5 separate regions of the Sus scrofa genome follow, and regions 2, 3, 4 and 5 are each linked to region 1. Evidence: chromatin contacts called from public Hi-C, HiChIP or PLAC-seq and promoter capture Hi-C data. All regions are on one chromosome and are shown on one strand. Each heading gives the region's core, a stretch centred on a gene start, on an enhancer-like site or on the middle of the called end of the contact. The rest is flanking DNA. Distances are from core to core; before and after follow the strand shown. Region 1 holds the start of PRRC1 (protein PRRC1). Region 2 overlaps LMNB1 (lamin-B1). Region 3 holds the start of PHAX (phosphorylated adapter RNA export protein). Region 4 holds the start of LOC100516424. Region 5 holds the start of LMNB1 (lamin-B1).

The links. Promoter capture Hi-C pulls out the DNA fragments that hold promoters and counts their contacts. A called contact is a pair of places that touch in the nucleus more often than the background predicts. HiChIP or PLAC-seq counts read pairs in DNA pulled down with a chosen protein or histone mark.
Region 2: a Hi-C map of embryonic fibroblasts shows a contact between it and region 1, with 4 times the contacts expected there. The contact joins the enhancer-like site here to the promoter of PRRC1 in region 1. A contact is called at or near these places in 3 of 5 promoter capture datasets (fetal liver, fetal skeletal muscle and liver), 2 of 47 Hi-C or Micro-C datasets (embryonic fibroblasts and subcutaneous adipose tissue) and 2 of 2 datasets of contacts at active chromatin or transcription factors (alveolar macrophages and skeletal muscle).
Region 3: an H3K27ac HiChIP or PLAC-seq map of skeletal muscle shows a contact between it and region 1, with 3 times the contacts expected there. The contact joins the promoter of PHAX here to the promoter of PRRC1 in region 1. A contact is called at or near these places in 3 of 5 promoter capture datasets (fetal liver, fetal skeletal muscle and liver) and 2 of 2 datasets of contacts at active chromatin or transcription factors (alveolar macrophages and skeletal muscle).
Region 4: a contact with region 1 is called in a Hi-C map of skeletal muscle, with 5 times the contacts expected there. The contact joins the promoter of LOC100516424 here to the promoter of PRRC1 in region 1. A contact is called at or near these places in 2 of 47 Hi-C or Micro-C datasets (skeletal muscle and subcutaneous adipose tissue).
Region 5: a promoter capture Hi-C map of fetal liver shows a contact between it and region 1, with 5 times the contacts expected there. The contact joins the promoter of LMNB1 here to the promoter of PRRC1 in region 1. A contact is called at or near these places in 2 of 5 promoter capture datasets (fetal liver and liver) and 1 of 47 Hi-C or Micro-C datasets (liver).

The regions. Positions count from the first base shown.
Region 1 is chr2:130,442,185-130,444,884 of Sscrofa11.1, reverse strand. PRRC1 (protein PRRC1) reads right to left here and starts at 1,318. Exons shown (of 9, transcript XM_021084706.1): 1 at 1,130-1,318.
Region 2 is chr2:129,859,526-129,862,225 of Sscrofa11.1, reverse strand. It overlaps LMNB1 (lamin-B1), which reads right to left. Exons shown (of 11, transcript XM_003123882.5): 11 at 15-816. The coding sequence ends at 775. Among named protein-coding and RNA genes, the nearest start is that of LMNB1, 54 kb to the right of the region's middle. Within about 2 kb of position 1,410, at least 4 of the 83 cell types and tissues checked have an H3K27ac peak or open chromatin away from gene starts, as enhancers often do. A contact at or near this core is called in alveolar macrophages and embryonic fibroblasts, where this site is marked.
Region 3 is chr2:129,712,322-129,715,021 of Sscrofa11.1, reverse strand. It overlaps PHAX (phosphorylated adapter RNA export protein), which reads right to left and starts at 1,379. Exons shown (of 5, transcript XM_005661605.3): 1 at 1,090-1,379. The coding sequence starts at 1,185.
Region 4 is chr2:131,015,177-131,017,876 of Sscrofa11.1, reverse strand. LOC100516424 reads left to right here and starts at 1,336. Exons shown (of 6, transcript XM_021084715.1): 1 at 1,336-2,481. The coding sequence starts at 1,338. The coding sequence ends at 2,171. SLC12A2 (solute carrier family 12 member 2) reads right to left here and starts at 1,447. Exons shown (of 27, transcript XM_003123899.5): 1 at 535-1,447. The coding sequence starts at 1,260.
Region 5 is chr2:129,805,908-129,808,607 of Sscrofa11.1, reverse strand. It overlaps LMNB1 (lamin-B1), which reads right to left and starts at 1,380. Exons shown (of 11, transcript XM_003123882.5): 1 at 557-1,380. The coding sequence starts at 915.

The DNA.
Region 1 (2,700 bases), core at 69-2,568:
AATAAAAGCTAAGTGTCAAAGTTGGTAAAGGTCTGGTATTCAGACTCGCACACAAAAATATTAATGGATCAACATCAAAGAAAAAGTGATGGAAATGGCTTGGAAAATTGAGTCCTTAGTCTCTGGAAGGACCCTGCTTACAATTTGCTTGTGCCGTGGTTTTTCTGTTAAAAAGTAGATGGCTACTTAGAAGAATACAAGAAACAGAATAATGAAGCTCTGATAAACGTAAAAGCTATTACCAGCCATTATTACTGTTAATGTGCTACTGGTTCAAAAGACAGGCTCTACTACCATACATTGAGCACTGAAGGAGGGTCTGAGTTTTGTCTCCGCATTCTCGCATTCTCAGTTCTGATCCCAAAATAACTTCCACGCAAATGTTCACTGACTACACAGCGGCTGTACAGAAAAAAGACTGGCATGCCAAAATGCATTACGTTGGCAGAAACCTACATGTTGCCTCTCAAAATAACTACTTCGAATGAAAAAAACTCCCCTGGATTGGACAAATTCTGCCAATCGAGGACACGGGCTATCCCGCAAATTTTCCTGAAGCAGGTCCCAAGAACCAACAAAGAGAGAGCGCAAAAGTCCTCTGGAGCAGCGCTGGGCACCGATGGGGGAACCTATGGGAAAAGAAGCTACTTTCCTTTGCCAGTCCGATTTGTTGACCTAGGAGTCTCCCAGGCGGGAGCGGCCTTCCCCCAGGCTCTGCCACGTCTCCAGGCCGGGCTGGGCTAGCCTGGGCTAAGGTCAGTGGGCTACAGCCTCTGTTCTTGCCCTCCAGCCAGCGCGTAGAAAGCGGGAGCCAAATAGCCGCGGGCGCCGGCGTCGGTCTCAGCGCAACAGCAAAGTGCCGGATAAGACCCCCGAGCCGCACCCACGGCGCAAACCGCGGATGGGACCTCTTATCTCGCGAAGCACACCGGTGCCCGGGCCGCACCCTGCATGCTCCCACAGCCCGCTCTCGGACTGCACCACGAAGGGACTCCCGAAATACCCTGGCGCCCCTGGGCACAGGCCGGCCAGCCCACCTCAGCGACTGCGCCCCTAGGCGCCGGCTTGGGCGCCCGCGACCTATCCCATCACCCACTTGCTCCCGCGCTGCTGGCAGCCTGGCTCTCACCTGCGGGACCGAGAAAGTGACTGCCTGGCAGTGTGAAGCGGAAGCTAGGGAGGCTGGGGTGTGAGACTACGGCTGCGAGAAGACGAGGTGGATGCCGCCGAGAGCTCGCCCCGCGCACCCGCGCCGCCAAGATGGCCACCGGAGGCGCAAGCCCCTGCGGCTGCCACGTCGGCGCCGCCGCCCCGCCCCGCGCCTGGCCCCGCCCCCGCGCCTCGCATGGCCCCGCCCCCGCGCTTCGTCCCGCCCCCGCCCCGCCCCGCCCCTCTCGCTCGCTTGGAGCCCCGCCCCGAGAGCGCTAGTTAAACCTGCTCGAGTACCTTAGATCCAAAGTTACTCCTTCTCGCCCGGCTTGGGCGCTCCCTCGCTCGAGAAGGCTTCTCGAGCAGTTCTGCCCACCTTTCCACTCTGCAACCTCTGCTGCGAGAAGGAAACACTTGTTACCGAGTGTAGCTGGCTTACCTTGTGCCGTGGCCCCCTCGCGGGGGTGGCGATAAGTTAGCCGGGATGATCCAGTCCAATTCCCACCTCCAGGCAAGACCTCTTTCTAGAAGCGGGAGGCTTATCCTACGTTATTTTAAAAAGATTTACAGGAGCGAGAGCAGGGTGGGGAAAAGGATACTGATTCCCGCCCCCGCCCCCCCCCCGCCAAGTTCTTGTATTACACTTTCTTTAAAAAAAAAAAAAAAGATGGAAAACCAAAACCAAAGATGATCAACTTCCTTAACGTTCTGTGCCGCACTTAAAATAGCTCCTGAAAGTCAGTGCTCAATAATATATACTAAATAAATCAATGAATATGGAGAAAAATATGGAATTTGCAATCAGAAGTCCCGGTTTGGCTCTAGGAATGCCCTCATGCCACTTGTGCGATTACGTGACCTTCTACAGGTTACTTTCCCCCCCTAATTCTCCTTATTTCCACCTGTAAGATGGGAATAATACCATTTGCCCTATCTAATCAAGCAGATAGCGGAGTCAAATAAGTTAAGACATATGCAAGTGCTTTTCAAAGGAGTGTGAAACACAGAAAAAATTGTTTTTGTTGTTTCCAAATTCCTTCAGGAACTCATTAGTAGATTTAACATTAACAGATATCTTGACTTGACAGCTTAAAGCATTTAAAAATACCTCATTGAAGAGTTAACACTATTTAACTCTGCCCTAACTTCAAAGTGATTTGCAGGGGCAGTGGGTTGTTGCCTTTGGTAATGACTCTTATTCTATCCACTGAGAATGTGTGTAGGTGGTTGTCTAGATAACTCTACAGAAAGTGCTGTTTGGGATGGTGCTGAAAACAGTTACCATCTCTATCCTCTTGGGTTGACACCCTTGACAGCTGTAAGATCTCCTGGTTTCTTCATTCATTCTACACATATTTATTAGTGGCTGTGATGGGCTGAACATCAGTATGGGAAATTTAGCAATGAACAAGACAGACAAGATCCAGACAGTGAGGGAGCTTTCATTCTCATAGAGAGAGAGACTATGAACAGGAAAATAAACAAAGGAAGTATTGTTTGCAATGAGCACTTTGAAGAAAGTCAATAGGGGGATGTGATATTGACCATAAT
Region 2 (2,700 bases), core at 161-2,660, 580 kb after region 1:
AAAAAGACAGTAAATTAATATTAAAACAGCTTTTTTTATTTGTTAATGTCACATAAGAAATTTAAGCAAGTTATGCTATTTTAAAAAACACAACTAATGCATTTTAGGAGAAACCCTTCCCTCCCCCCTCACCCCTCCCGTTCCCCTCGTGAATTAAGAATCTACGAGAAGTAACCATAAAACAAAGTTTTGTGGAATCCTTCATCCAGAGTGCTTACATGATGATTAGATTAATATTGCCTTCTTACAAAATTTCTCTTTTCTATTTTAAAAAAAAATTTTTGTAGCCTTGATTGTTTTTACAAAAAAATTCAGTACAAAAGTTCGATATATTGAAAAATGCTTTTCTCCTCGTCACAGCACCGTTATATATAGCAGAGAATAATCAAGAGCAGATTGCTAATCTAGATGCAGCAATCTCAAATTATACCCAGACACACAGTGGTTTATTTACCCTCCCCTCCCCTTCTCGTAAGAACTTAAAAAAAAGCACACATACAAAAAACATGTCAAAAATTTGAGGGACCTTTTCCAAACAGTACACAGTTAGTTCAGTGTCGACAGTTCACATCTTGCAACAAAGTGTACGGATATGATTTCTTTTACAAAACTTTCAGTGTCAAAAAAGGAAATTAAGGCCATCAGATTCGCAGCTTAAAAATTCACATAAAGGAAATATAAAAATATTCTGTGCTTCTGAGAAGGCTCTGCACTGCATGTAGGTAAGGATTACCCTACTTCTTTATTTGGAGGAAGACAGTCGACTTGAGAAGTTTACATAATCGCACAGCTTCTATTGGAACCTCTGGGGGCTCCCTGATGAGGAAAACAGAGAGAACCATTAGTGCGAAGGAGAAAACGGATCACAGCATTTCAAAATAAGGCAGAGATACGACAAGTTCAGCAGTACTGAGCTTCGCGCGGACCTTTATTACTTCTCACTTACCCTTTTTTAACCTTCTCTCTCGGACGTCTTCCCTAGACGGCATCAACACCGTCCCAGACAGTGATTCTCTACTGTAGCTGCACATTCACACCCGGGGGAGCTTTGAAAAAAATCCTGACCTAGGTCCCTAGATCAATTACACCAGAATTCCTCATTCGACTGGAGAAGAGTATTTCTTTATGTGTGATTTTAAAGCTCCCTAAGTAATTCTAACATGCAGCTGAAGCAGAAAACTGCTATTCAGTAACCTCCGTTTCTAACTAGGAAACAGGAGACGAGTGAACAGCATTCTGAACAACCACATCAGAGGAGACGGCTGCGTGGATGGGCAGCTGGCTGATCCCGAAGCATGTGCCCTGGGTTCATTCTCAGATGTGAAGTCAAAGTGGCTCCCTCTATCCACTTCTTTATCACTCACTGATTCCTTAAAATCTCGCAATATGACTGTGACTCACCACTTGACTAAACTGAAATTGGTTTCTTAAAGGTCAACCAAAAAACCGTCTCATTAGTGTGAAAGGCCAATGGAGTCACTCTCTAACGTGACGTCAAAATAGCTGATCCACCCTCCATCTCCCCTGTTTTGAGCCTTGCTATCATTATCGTACCTGATCACAAAAGCTAAAACCTCACACACCTCTGATTTCTTTTTCCTTCTCTAACCCTCAAGTTCAGCCACTATGCCTTCGTGAATCTCTATCTGTATCGGCCCTCAGTCTCTACAATCTCCCTTCTAGAGGTAGTCGCCCTGATACTGCCCACCTTCTCCTTTGCTCCAAAGTGTGCAAAGCTACTTGCCTAGGCGTTCCAGACTCTCTCACACACACCCTACGACACAACTAGGCGGACAGATATACCCAATGCTCAAGTTGTGACATACTGCCTGGGATGAATTAAAAGATCATCATAAATTCTTTTCCGCTCCTCGCTCCCCTGGAACTGGAGCTGGCCTATGACTTACTCCAAGAGAAGAGAGGCCTTTAAGAGATCTAATGCTCTCCATTTTCATCAATGGAAGCCAGCAAAACAAAGGTTGGGCTAAACTACCAAATGGTGAGAAACCACAAAGAAACAGACATGGAGAACATTCTAGCCCCAACCAAGCTTCCAGCTATGTGCAGCTGCATGACTGAACTCACCCTCCATGGTGGGGAACAAAAGAACTGCCTAGCTAAGCCCAGTCAAACCACAGAATCACAGGGATTATAATTCATTGTTTTAAGCCCCCCGAGTTTTAAGGTGGTCTCTTAATGTACTAACAGATAATCTGAGTATCAACAGAATACCAATATCTGCCTTTTGATACCCAAATAACTGCTGGTCCTTCAAAATACTGGAGGAGCCTATTTCCCAGAGATCTTCTCAACTATTCTAGTGACCTAAAGAGCTTTCTCTAGCATCCGACTGCTACAACTCATGCTCTGAGCCACTAGTCTGGCACCCTGAGATATCTCTTATATTGTTATTTTATATCCAGTCATATAATGCTCCCCATAAGGGCAGGAAATGGATCTTCTGTCTGTTTCTTGTTAAAGCCAAGTGTAAAATATTTGTTCTTAAATATCCCTCCAACATGAATAAAGAAGTATCTGTGCCAAAACCTTACTGCAGCATAACCCACCCTCAAGTAGTTCTCGACTCTGGAGGCTGAACGCATAAAAGAATGTTTATTTGGAGTAGGACTGGGGCTAATTAAGCAAAACCAACAGATTTATAACTTTGGAGTTATGGAGATGAAGTCTTATAGGATAAGG
Region 3 (2,700 bases), core at 130-2,629, 730 kb after region 1:
ATTATGCTTCTTTCAGACTAGACAATAAACTCCTCTATGGGTAGAAATTTCTGACAAAATACTTTTAAAACCGCAGAGTTCATGGCATTAGGTTCACTAAGTCATGGGTTAATCTATGCAATATAAACTAAAAGATTGAAAAATAAAAATATCTTGGTACCGATTTTCCTAAGACATTTCTATGCAAAAGCAATCACCTTTACGTTAAACAATTTGTTGAGTTCCTATTATATGCTAGAAGTGGGAGTGGGGAGATTCAGGTCAAGAAAATAAGTCTTTTAATCTTGAAATAATAATGACACTAACCCCGGTCGGCCATTACTCAGGCTCCTCTGAAACCTTACAGCCTATCAGTGCCATACTATTATCATTCCTATTCTAAAGATGGGGCCACCGGCTAAAATACCCATCACCCGGTGGCGGCGCTAGAATTTGAAAGCGGGCAACCAGGCATTTAGAACCACAAGAGCTTGCTACTTAGTAGGGCGGTAAAGACAAACACCTACGTAGAAAACTAGGAAGCTAACACAAAACCTAGTGCCACATTATGGCAAAACGGAGCTTCCATAGTCTTCCATGGGAATATGAAAGACCAGGCCCCTGAGCAGGTGATGAACTTCACCCCAGGTCTTCACTCCCTATCTGCTCAGGGCGAAAAGGAGCGCCAAAAGCTGTTTGCGGACCGATGTCCTCCAGTTCTATACCTTGGGCAAAATCTGCCCGTCTGGGAGAACCTAGTGGCGCCGATGTGGGGAAGCCTGTAGGTTTAGAAAACGCGGAGCGGATCACGCGAGGCGGGGAAGAGATGGTCGTACGCCCGCCTCTCAAGAGGCCGCACACCTCGTGGGCCCCGCCTTGCAAAGAGATGCCGGCGGGGCTCAGAAGGCCCGCTGCCGCCGCCACCCCCGCCGCCGCCCCCCGGGTTCTGCGCGCCGCCGACTCCTCAGCTCCGCGCGCCGGGCCGGAGGACGCCCGCCGGGCCCTCACCCTCCCCGCCAGGCCGGCTCGCGCCGAGGGCCGCCTGCGGCTCCTCGCAGCCAGGGCTCCGCCCTCCCAGCCCAGAGTCACCCGGCCGTCCTCCGCACTCACCGGCACCGGCAGCGGCCTCTCGCTGGGTGCCACCGTCATGTCGGAATCCGAGTCGGAAAGCTGCCCATCTTCCATGTCGCCGGCCTCCTGCGCCATCTTCCCGCGGCGCCGCGCAGCGGGCCGGAGAGCACTTCCGGCGGGGCGGCGGGCGGGTCCGGCGGGCGGCGGCTGCTCGGGCGCCCCCGCGAGGGGGCTGTGGCAGCCCCGGCGGCCGGTGGGGGCTTGGCCCAGACGCCTGGGTCGGGATTCGCAGATGTCGCCTCGTCATTGCACAGCGTTCCCTGGCGCTACTCTGGGAAAATGGAGTGCCCTGCAGCGCCAGCATTCTGGCGCCTTTTCTTCTGACCTGTTTCCTTGTAACCTAAACCTGCGGGCGGATGGCAGCCTTGGGGGATTCCTTCCTCGGCCTCACAACGCTCACCTGGATGCTCTGTGCATGCCTTCCTGCTTCTACTTTTGCTCCTCTGAGATCCACTCTGCGTGGAGCTTCCTGGAGAGCCTTCCAAACGGGAGGTGAGGTCGCCGCCCTGCTCAGACTTTCCAGGGCTTTCCCCCACACGCTGAGTTCACTGCACAGCCAGCAGGGCTGCAGGTGTGTCCCTCAGTCTGGTGTCCCTCCCCAGCGGCTCTTTAGCCACACTGTCGCTGCTCACGCTCTTGTTCCTCAGGCAGCCTTTGTCCTTTCGCCGCCCCAAGGCCTTTGCTGTTGCTGTTCCCTCTGCCTGGCAGAGGCTCAAACATCCCGACACCCTATTCTTACCTAGGTTATGCTCTCAGATGATTCAGAATTCTGATAAAATAACACCGGTTTTTCTTTTCTTTTTTTCTTTTTTAAATGAGAGTGCAACATTTCAGGTTCTCTCTTGGTTTTTTTGTTCGTTTTTCTTTTTTGCCACCCAGGCAGTTGTGGGAATTCCAGGGCCAGGGATAGAACCTACAACCACACAGCTGCAATCAGAGCCACAGTGGTGAGAACACAAGTGCCTCAACCCGCTAGACAATCGGAGAACTCCCTGCCACCTTTGTTCTTTGTAATTTTATTGTAGTTGACTTACAATGTTGTATTAGTTTCAGGTGCACAACAAATAAATGCCACCTTTTAATAAAAGGTGTTCTTTGACCACCCTCGCTAAAATAGAGTCCTCTACTGTCATTCTCAGCCTCTTTTTTTTTTTTCCTTCATGGCATCAATTGCCATGTGTATTTTTCTTTCTCGTCTGAGTTCCACTAAAATGTCTGCTTTATTCACTATTTTTCCCACCTATGTCCAGTCAGGTGACTTCCTGTATATAAAGATGGTCAAGAAATATTCATTGAATTTTTTTTTTTTTTTTTTGCATGAAGAGGATCTTATTTGTACCCTTTACTATTCTTTATTTTTTTTATTTTTATGGTCAGGCCTGCAGCATATGGAAGCCCCTCCCCAACCCCGCAACCCCCCCCTCAAAAAAAAATATATATATATAGCAGCTTATTCTGGACTTATTCTATATCAAAATATAAAGATCTACCCCCTCCCCCCCTTTTGCCTGTGCTGGAGGCATATGAGTCCCATGGTTAGAGATTGAATCTGAGCCTGCTCTGAGCCTGCTCGGCAGCCTACACCACAGC
Region 4 (2,700 bases), core at 87-2,586, 570 kb before region 1:
TCATAGACCACAAACACACCCTGGTAAGATTTTTCCCTTCAAACACTTATATCCCCACTCTTGGGAACCCTAATGGGTGTACATAAGCCATATAGTACAACCTTTTAAAAAGGACACCGACGGTAGGTGGATGATCTCCACGCTCTCCAGAGAGAAGTCCTCACCTAAACCTCCTGCACATTCCCTTCTGGGGCTTTAAAGCACAACTGTCATTCAGAAGAATGGTAATTGTTTAAGCGTGGGTGAGGAGGGAAAAAAAACCGTACGCAAGATATATAACTGGATGGGAAAGGTTGTTAAATGCAGTCTCTCCGGTATCACGTAACTAGCCCAACCCGCTGCAAACTTTTAAGAGATTAAGTTACATTCTTCTGCAATTCCACCCTTGACAGCTGAATCCAGAGATGCCAGCGAGTCATGCACGTCCATTCCCACCGCTTCACCCGCGGGTGCGCGACTATAACCCACGGTCAGCGAGGGCTAGTGGCTGGGGGAAGCAGGCAGGGCTGCAGAGAGAGGGCCAGGGGAGCTCACCTTTTCCAGCTCATCATGAAGCTCTGCCAGGCTGGGCCGGAGCAGCTTCTCACCCAGCTGCGCCGCTGTGTGCCGGTAGTGGTCGATCCTGGGCACGGCGTCCATAGTGTTGTGGCCGAAGGTGCGCAGGTAGTAGGTGTTGGTGTGGGTGTCATAGTAGTAGTGCTGGTGGTGCCCACTGCCGCCACCGCCGCCCGAGTGCAGGCTGCTCCCCTCGCTCAGCACTGTGTCCCCGCCGTTCTGGAAGCTCACGTTGGGCCCTTCGCCGCCGATCCCCGCCGCATCCGACATGCTCTCATCCGCCGACGAAGAGGCAGCCGGGTCCACGAAGTTCACACGGAAACGGCCCTTGGCTTCCTCGCTGCCTTTGGCTAGACCGCTTTCGCCGTTGGCTTTCCCGTCTGCCGGGGTCTCCTTGCCGCCCGCGCCAGCGCTAGCAGCCGCCGCCGCCCGCCCGGCATTCTCCGAAACCAGATCCACCTGGAAGCGGCTCTGGCTCGGGGTGGGCCCCAAGGGTCTGCCCAGTCCGTCCCCGGCCGCCGCGGCACCCTCCCCGCGCACCCCGCCGCCACCCCGGCTCGCAGCCGCAGCATCCTCAGGCACTGAGGGCACCGCCGTGCCGGGCAGGTCCACCCCGGCGGCAGCCAGCGCGGCGGCTGGAGGCGTCTCCCCACCCGCCGCCAGCCTCGGGGCGCCGGGGGAGGGCGCCTTGGGCCCCGGCTCCATCTCCGCCCGACCCCCGGCGGACCGAGAGAGCCTGGCGGACCTCGCGGACTGCACGCCCTCCGCACCCCTGGCCGGCGATGGTTGCGGCCGCAACGCCAGGTAAGGGAGTCGCTCTCCCAGTCGCGCTCGCGGCCGCTAGCCCGGGCCGGCACGAACGCCTCCGACAGGCGAGTCTGCGCGCGAGTGCAGCAGCCGCGGGGCGGTCCCCGCTGTTTAAAGCCTCGGCGGGGCCGCGGTGGTGGCGGCTCCGGCTGCTGCACGCGGGAGGCGGGGCCCGCGGCTCCTCCGCCTCTCAGCCCGCCCACCCGCGATCCCGCAGTGGCGCGCAGCGGAGACTCTCTCGGTGCCAGGCTCCAGCGCGATCCAACGCAGGAATCGCGTCCGGCCAGTCCACGCCGGGCCTCGGGCAGCACGAGCAGCACAGTCCGGGAGCGGTCGGGCGCCGCCTCGTTGTCGTCTCCGGGAAGATCTCCGCGTCGCTTCCTCCTCTTCCGTCGTCCTCCTCCAACCCCTCCACCTCCCTCCCCCGCCCCGCTCTGCGGCGGAGAGGAACGGGCCCCCCGGCCGCCTCCCTCTCTCCCCGCCCCTGGGACCGCGCGTCAGTGGGCCGGCAGCCCAGGCCACGGCAACTCGGGCTGCGGACGGTGCCCGGCCGGGCCGGCGAAGGGGAGCGCTGCCCCTGCCTCGGCACACGCTTATTGCTGATGTTCCAGCGACAGCTGCCACCGCGGTGGTGGCCCCGGAGAGTATCGCCTGCTCCTTTTTTTGGTTTTTTTTTTTTTTTTTTTTTTTTTTACGTTTCTGAGCTCTCAGTATTGGACCCAGCCGGCGAGATCTCGCGAGATGCTGCAGGACTACCCGGCCGCTTCCCCTGCGGCGCGTGGTACCCGAGGCGATGCCGGTGCCGCTAACCGCCCTGCTCTCCTGCGGGTGATGTCTGGGGCTTTCTTCTTGGGCCCGCAGGTGCTTCCGGAGTTGGGGGCAAGGTGCACCCTCCAGCAAGGCCTGGCCTTGCTAGGAGCTCTGGACCGCCGCGAATCCCCTCACCCACTCCAGGCCTGAGCCTAGAGGGAGGCAGGATTTCCTCTGGGCTGCCTTTGAGGCGTTTACCCGCCTGGCAGCGTTAGATTTGCATAACCAGATACGAATTCCAGTGGAGATGCAGTGGGTGTGTCTGCATTTCCGATTACACCATCATTTTAAAAGCTGTGATGTTCGAAGGTGAGAAAGGAGCCTTTTTAACTTGTAGCATTTCCCCCCCCAAAATAGGAAACAGCATATAAATGAATACACTGAAAGCAATAACTAACCGTGGACTACTAACTAGGAAGTTTTGACGTGCTTGGGGTATGAAGAATTGGGCTATTTCAAGTAAAACATAAAGGTACTCTTTTCCTGTGCAGGCCTACTTGTAAAATGTAGGGGAATATAATTATTGAA
Region 5 (2,700 bases), core at 131-2,630, 640 kb after region 1:
CCAAAGCGAGACCCACCCCCGGGAGACCAGGACGCCAGAGGCAGGTCCCTCCCCTTCCTCTCTCCGCCCGCGCAGAGCTCATTCATTCTCTAGGCCGGCAGCCCGTCCTCCCCAGCCGGCCATTCCTGCCCCGCAAACCCACCAGACGCTTTGTCTCGGTCCGGCCGGAAACCGTGGCGCGCATTTAAGCGCGTGCCCAGAAGCCACCTCCCCGCACCTGGCGCTTGCCCGGCCTCGGCGCGCAAAAGCCTTCTGGATCCCGGAGTCCGAGGCCCGAAGCCGGGCGTTACTCCTCCGCGGTCAGAGGCGCGCACTTCGCCGGGTCCCACAGGGAACCCAAGATCGGGAAATGTACATCCCGGTTTTACCACCGCTACAACTTGAGGCCCCTGCGGGACCCCTGCGCCTGCTGAAAAACACTAGATTCTTCCTCCTTCTTGGAGATGGAAACCCTGCCCTTTCCGAAGGGCGTAGGCACCCAGGCCTTCACCCTCCCGCCCGAGCTGCGCCCCCCACCCCTCGTGTGAGTTACCGCGGCCGCCAGGCGAGCACTCACTTGAGGAGCAGCTGGTCGTGCTCGGCTTTGAACTTGCCCAGCTCGATCTGCAGCTTGGCGCGTTCGCGGGCCGTGTCGTCGAGCGCGCGTCGTGCGTCGGCCAGCTCTGTCTCGTAGAGAGCCTTGAGGCCGGTGAGCTCGCGGCCACGCACCTCCTCGCGTTCGGTCACCTGCAGCTGCAGCGCGCTGTTCTCTGTCTCCAGGCTGCGCACCTTGTCGATGTACACGGCCAGCCGGTCGTTGAGCTCGCGCAGCTCCTCCTTCTCCTGCAGCCGCGACAGCCGCGTGGGGCTCAGCGGCGTGGTGGGGCCGCCCGCGCGGCTGCCCGTGCGCGACTGCACGGGGGTCGCTGTCGCCATGGCGATCGGCGGGGAGAGCGGGGCGCGGAGGCCGTGGGCAGCACGGGAATAAGAGGGGCGGCAGGGGCCGAAGCGGGAGAGAAGGCGCGAACCGGCGACCCACGCTCGCGGAGAGACCGGCGTGAGGAGGAAGGACGAAGCACCTGGGATGGCGGGAGAGGGGTTACAGCACAAAGGGCAAAGGGGGAGGACTACAAAATCAATCAGTCGTAAAATATCCTGTGTAAGAAAACATGCACACACTCACACACGCGCGCACACACACGCTCGGGAAATACGGGGCAAGGGTGGCCGGGATGGCCGAGCAGAATCCGCGCGCCGCCGCCGCCGCTGAGTCTCCCGCCCGCAGCACTTTGTTTCCTCTCAAACGGCGCTGAGCCGCGGGCGGGGGGAGGAGGGCGGAGGGGCGGGCGGGGGCGGAGGTGGCGCGGACCGCGGCGCCGCGCTTCCCAAGATGGCCGGCGCGCTCTGATACCTCACGTGACCGTCACTGGCCAATGGGGAGCCAGCAGCAGGGGGCGGGCCTGTAAATTCAAAATCATGCCTTCTGGCAACTGTCGGGTCTGTGAGCGCCTGGCTGGGCGTGGCGGGGGAAGGACTGAGGGCGGCGGGGAGGGGCGGCGAGGACTGCTCGCGCGGCGGCCCGGGGCCCTGAGCCGGCCTGGTCTTCCCCACCACCCTGCGGGGACCCCCGGCGGGGCCGGGCCAGCGGATGGCGGGAAGGAGCCCAGAGGTTTCCGGGGCGGGTCCGAGCCGCCGCCCACACCCGGCGGTTCAGGGAAATTCAAAAGTAAACGTCTCTAACAGCCACGCGCAAAACTCGTAGAGGCCGGGACGACCGCGGGCATTGTAACCTTATACCCCGCCCCGCGGAGAGGGTTCGGAAAACTGCCTGGAGGCCGGGCCGCCTTGGAGTTACGTAATGGACGCTGGTGTCCGAGGTTCAAAACCAACTGCGTGCGGGGTCCAAGGGAAGCCTTTTTTCTCTCAAGGGGAAAATGGTGTATCAGAACACCTCCTCCCATCAAATTGACGCACGCGTGTCCTGCAGCCAAGCCGACAGATAAGATCCCAGAAACGCCAACTGCTGATGAGCAGTCCCTGATCCATCTATTTCTTAACAATTTAGGGCGCTATAAAATCAAAACCACCTCACAAGTGATACGATTAACATGTTACTAAGCAGATAGTAAACATGCTGTTTATTGTCATGCTGCAGTAAAATCTGATGCATCAAGATCTAAACTTGTGAAAACTTAAGTAGAAATGACTTTTGCTTTAAAAAGGGATCCCTAAAATGTAATTGACAACAATGCCAATAGAATGTCCATGAATCCATTTTAACTTTCAGGCTGACACTGAAATTGTCTATGTGCCTTACCTGAGCTTTTCTTGAATTATCCGTCCACACACTTGCTTTTGATGTGGGAACTGGAGTCTTTGCATTTGAAAATGTATCCTTGGGGAGTTCTTGGGTTCAGTGGATTAAGGATCAAGGAGTTGTCACTGCAGGTGCTTGGGTCGCTGCCGTGGCGCCCGTTCGATCCCTGGCTAGGGAACTTCCACATAGCCGGGGTGGCCAAAAAAAGAAAATGTGTCCATGTAATAGATGAATTTCCTTACAGCAGAGCAGGACACAGGACTGCACTGAAACCCAAGCGGCTTCATTTGACTCCAGAGCCTTGCCCTTAACTATAACCTAGACGAGCACCTCATAACCTATTAGGGACACATCTGTAGAATAATTACAGGTTACTTTAATAATGGCAGAAATAAAGACTGAAC